2 separate regions of the Muntiacus reevesi genome follow, and region 1 is linked to region 2. The links are chromatin contacts, called in public Hi-C maps. All regions are on one chromosome and are shown on one strand. Each heading gives the region's core, a stretch centred on a gene start, on an enhancer-like site or on the middle of the called end of the contact. The rest is flanking DNA. Distances are from core to core; before and after follow the strand shown. Region 1 holds the start of ARRDC3 (arrestin domain containing 3). Region 2 holds the start of LYSMD3 (LysM domain containing 3).

What was found. A called contact is a pair of places that touch in the nucleus more often than the background predicts.
Region 1: a contact with region 2 is called in a Hi-C map of muscle, with 5 times the contacts expected there. The contact joins the promoter of ARRDC3 here to the promoter of LYSMD3 in region 2. A contact is called at or near these places in 2 of 3 Hi-C or Micro-C datasets (blood and muscle).

The regions. Positions count from the first base shown.
Region 1 is chr1:267,050,297-267,052,996 of mMunRee1.1, reverse strand. It overlaps ARRDC3 (arrestin domain containing 3), which reads left to right and starts at 1,379. Exons shown (of 8, transcript XR_010664416.1): 1 at 1,379-1,907.
Region 2 is chr1:266,284,397-266,287,096 of mMunRee1.1, reverse strand. LYSMD3 (LysM domain containing 3) reads left to right here and starts at 1,317. Exons shown (of 3, transcript XM_065935977.1): 1 at 1,317-1,509.

The DNA.
Region 1 (2,700 bases), core at 130-2,629, 770 kb before region 2:
AATAATTTAAAGTGGTTTACACACAAAAATCTTCCAAAGAGTATTTGGTTATGTATACATAATTTGAGATTCATATTCTTTTCTCCCCATTTCTCTCTTACAGGTAATTTCATTGACTCCATACAATCTAGATAATTTTATGCTGTTAAGCCTTGCTTCCCATGTGATACACCAAAGCACTCCAATTTGTTACCAAAACATTCTCAATAGACAAATGTACTTGCCCTTAAGATAGATGTATTATGTGAATTATTATGTTGAACAGTCCAAAGCTGAAAATTAAAATTAAAGCTTCACAGAATTAAGTCCTAGTTATATAACAAATCATTCTTTAAAAAAAAAAAAAAACCATCCTCTGGGCTTCACTAACTTCTAACAATGATTTTTCAATGCTGCTGTAAACATTGTGTCAGCTAAAACACTATGTCATGCTGCCTTTTATAAGGTGGTACTTTTTTAGACCAATTCCTATTCTTAACCCTATGGACACAGGAATTGCAATCATGTCATACCCCGCAAATCTAGCTGTAGGTGGTGTCTCAAAAAAAGGATGGCTTCTTCCTTCGAGGAAGTGGTCAAACCTTTTTCCCCTGGTGTCATCAAGCAGACATCTTGGTTGTTTTTCATTGCTATCAAATTAAGAGATGGAAGAGAAAGCAGTGGAGGAGAAAGCAAAATATGTACTAAATTATAGAAGCTTCTCTTCCTTACTCCTTATTGCAATCTCTTTTAAGGTTTCGACTGGGTCACTTCCACTCTGCCTACGAGGCACTGGTCTTTTTTTAAAAAACCCAAGCCAAGAATGCTCTTGGCTACTGAACATTATCTCTTCTCTGGTTTTTATTACATTTTCTTTCTTTTGAAATTCGTTAAGATTATGCTCAGCGACCAGCCCTTGCCCAACCGGTTTCTCCCCTTCCCCCATCTCTCTACACACATCACTTTTTCCTCCTCCCATCCAGGCAGTGGGCAAAACTCTGCAGTGCCGGGAACGCACGCTTCGGGCCGGTCACTCAGCAGTTTTATCCTTACTGGCCTTTGCAAACAGCTCCCCACCCAAACCTTGTCCCCCGGTGGCCCCCTCGGCCATCATCTTTCTACTAGAGTGTGCTCGGTAAGGGACTCCGGCTAGCACATCGAGGGTTTACGGTAGCCTGCCTACCAATAGGAGGCCACAATGCAGAGAAGTCTGGTTCAGCCTCCCGGCAGCCCCAGTGTCTTCCTCCCGTGGCTTACACCTACTGTACCCGCGAGCGAGCAAAAGAGCCAGGGAGCGAGCCGGGCGCGGGAGGGGGCGCGCTGGGAGGGCCGACAGCAGCCGCGGCGTGCGCATGCGCACCGGGGTTGTTTTTCACAAAGCGCCTCTTAAAGTGAGCTGGCAGCTTCCAGCCGCCCGTCTTTGTAAGGAGACCACTGAGACTCGCAGGAGCGCGGAGCAGCCAACAGCCTCTGTGCTGCCCTGACTTTTTAAGAAATCTCAATGAACTATTTGTAAAGAATCGCTGATCTGCCTGCAAGCTTTTTGCACGGCAAAGACATCGATCAGTGTTAAGTGAGGATCACATCGTATATGTGATCTTGACTTTTTTTGTCTTACATTATATTTTTTATAGATTTTGTTATAAACATGGTGCTGGGAAAGGTAAAGAGTTTGACAATAAGCTTTGACTGTCTTAATGACAGCAATGTCCCTGTGTATTCTAGTGGGGATACAGTCTCAGGAAGGGTGAACTTAGAAGTTACGGGGGAAATCAGAGTAAAATCTCTTAAAATTCATGCAAGAGGACATGCGAAAGTACGCTGGACCGAATCGAGAAACGCCGGCTCCAATACTGCCTATACACAGAATTACACTGAAGAAGTAGAATATTTCAACCATAAAGACATCTTAATTGGACACGAAAGAGGTAAGTTTTTTTTTTAACATTGTTAAGAAATTATTAGACCTTTCTTTGGAAAGTACCTTTTCGATTTTTCTGAATTAAACTAATCCTGCTCCTAGAAACATATAGCAGTTTGATAAAGGTTAGCAAAGTTAGATTTGTATTCTCCTTGACATTTATCGTGTGTTAAGCCGTAACGCATGCAGGCATCTGCAAAGTGACTGCAAACTGCACTTATTCAACTACCTCTATACCTGGCTTGGTTTGTGCCATACGCATTTGGAATCCATTTCAACCTTACATATAAATTAAAACCGATTCAGTAATTTTACTTATATGTTTTCAAATGAATTGCTAAAAGCTGCAGTCCAATATTAGATTTTCCCCTTATACGCTGCAACCTGAGATCTTAAAAACTAAGCTTCAATGAAGAAATAACACTTTAAAGTGGGTTAATAGGTGTCTTTCATTTTTTAATACTGACACGCAAAAGACTTTTAAAGAATTGACCGTAGTTCTTTAATAAAGGGTTTCTGTGGCTTATTTTGACATATGGTATCAACACCCCACGTGTTTTTTCCCTATTCTTTCCAATTCCTTCAGAAATTTACATCAGGCGTTCTCTACTTTAAAGGACAACACCTATCATGATGATGTGTTAAAAATCAGTTTTAGAAGTCATTAGGGTCAGAAATTTTCTCTTCCGAGCATCATGCCTAACTTTGGAACGTGGATTCAATGAAACCCCTGCCAGTCAAATGGAATTGAAAAGTATTCGGCTCATTGGATTTGATTTTTGGTTAGAAAAGGAAGATAA
Region 2 (2,700 bases), core at 68-2,567:
AGGGGTGTCAGAAGGGCAACAGCACACAGAACAGCTCCGACAAACTTAAAAAACGTGTTTTTTTTTTTTTTTTTTTAACTCTTCTACTCCAGTTTTTTTTGTTGCATTGTGGAGCACAGTGCCTATCTCCAGAAATAAAAGAAAAAATATTGCAATGCAGAATTCCTAACCTTTACTGAGGCGCTTCCCAGAAAACAGAAAATATAATCTTTGAAAATAATCTAAAACAAAGCTTCAAAGACTTCATGATGCATAAATATTCAGACATTCCTCAAGGAAGTACACTGCACCCTGCCTGTTTGGGTCTAAAATGCATATTGTCATAAGAACAGCCTGGTCGTCAAAGTGTAAAGTCTAACGTCAACACTGGGAGACATTACGCACATCATTAAAAACGCTTTACACTTATTTACATAAATTCAAACACGTTATTACACTCGTTCAGTAAACTTCTGAGAAGCACCATGTATGATGTCATGAGTTTGTCATTTAACAAACTAAAATCTTATTGCCTCCAAAACAAACGTGGTAGGCTTTCAGTTAATTTTCCAAACAAATTAAGTTGCCATTTGTAAACAGCCATGTCTAATTGAGAAAAGGAGGCCTGAAAACCCCGGCTCGAGGGCAAACATTTTATGGGGCCTAACTCTAGGTGGCTCACTTTCCTCATCTAAGAATATAAAGGCTGAAACAATTGTCCGCCGCCGCCCAAGGGTTTTTTTTCCTCCAGTATTTTGTCTTTTCAGCAGGAGTCGAGAGGATTCAGTTCGAAGAGCAAGAAGCATGGAATAATTTAAAATATGGATGTCAATACTATGCTTTGGGGCGTCCTTCCCCACACCACAGAAACCTTCAGAGGCAAAGAGGAAATGCACAGCAGCCCCGGACAAACCCTCACAAACCCTCGGTACCTCCCCCGCCCCCTCAGTGTTTTCCAGCGAGTCTTTGCCTACGCTGTGCGAAAGAAACAGACGACTACACGACGTCTGCCCAAATAGCTGGATTAGGCTGCGGACTTGGCCCTGAAGCTTTTATGTACTGGGGAAAATGAAGGGGCGGGATCGGAGGGGAGGAGTCAGGGGCGGGGCTGGCTTCAGGGGCGGGGCTGGCTTCAGGGGCGGGGCTGGCTTCAGGGGCGGGGCTGGAACCCGCACCCGACTTCCGGGCTGCGGCGGAATCCCTGCGCCTGCGCGCCTGTGTCGGCTTGTGGTTAGGGAGTCCAGGGCTCTTGGGCTCGCCCTCGCGCCCCCGCCCTCCGCCTCCTCCTGGTCCCATCCCACCTCCGCCCACTTGACGCGATGACGCACGGCAGGTTTGCGGACGTGGCGGCGGCGCACGGCACGAAAGGCGGAGACGTTGGTGGTGGTGGCGGCGGCGGCGGCGGCAGCGGCGACGACGGTGGAAGACAGGGGCAGTCAGAGACGGAGGCTTGGCCATGAACTGGCCCGGGACGGCGGCGGCGGACCTGGTGGCGGTCTCTTCGTTGAGTCCCCCCTGCTAACGGGACAGGTAAAGATGGCGGCCAGAGGTGGGTGCGGGGGTAGGGGGTGACCGGGTCCGGCCGGCGACGTTGGGGCCCCGGCTGCACCTTCGCTGGAGGCGGCGCGGACCCAGCGGCCGCAGATGTGGCGGGCCGGCTGTCGGGAGCTCGGACCCCGGCACCGCTTGGAAGAGACTTCGAGGCAGCGGAGACTTTCGAGACCAGCTCCCCCAAAGCCCCTTGTTACACTCTCGGGGAAACTGAGGCTCAGAGGAAAGGCTTCTTCCTGCCCGAATCCCGGAGCAGCAGATTTCCCAACTAGACACCTTTCTCCCACAACCTCGTGTTTGTGTTGAATATTCGTTGACAGCATCTGGTCCACATCGTCCCAAGTGCGATGACAACATAGGGATCTGAGGTTTAACCTTCGCTAGGTGTAACAGAGAAAGAAAAAAGAACTAGATGTGTGGAGAGGAGGAGGAGGGAAGTTAAGTTTTTAGAAACTCGATTGACCCTGAGAAAACAGTCTCTCTGATACTCTTCCAGTGCTGAAGTAGCTTGTGACCTCTGGCCCTTTTATTGCTGCTTGCTTAAGGAATGTCAAAGCGAAAACACCCAACAGCATTTATAGAGCACGCAGGCCTTGGGAAATAATTTTCAGTTACCGAGTGAGCTGATGAGTGCTTTAACACGGGGTCCATTGGGTTACTTTTTTGCCAGTTCTTGTAATCTACACAGCATGCAGGCTTGTTTCAGTTTTCTGAAGGAGGCATTTGTGCATTCTGTCCTGCCTTAAGAGAACTGTAACAGGTGGAGCGAATTGAGCCAGATGACTTCACTACTGTGTACTTTGTAATCTTTTATATAGTTGGCTGAGATAATTATATATGCCAGGGCCAGAGTCTAGGTTTTCATGTCAATTAGGGACACAACCAACTCTTGATTATTCAGAAACAAACTATCCAGTTTGTGGTATTCTACTGCCTGCGTTACTTCAGTACAAGGGGAGTGGAGATCGTCAGACAGATATACTGTTTCTCAGTGAATCATGGAGTTGCTGCTGCTAAGTGGCTTCAGTCGTGTCCGACTCTCTGCGACCCTGTGGACTGTAGCCCACCAGGCTCCTCTGTGCCTGGGATTCTCCAGGCAAGAATACCGGAGTGGGTTGCCATGCCCTACTCCAGGGGATCTTCCCGACCAATGGATCGAACCTGCATCTC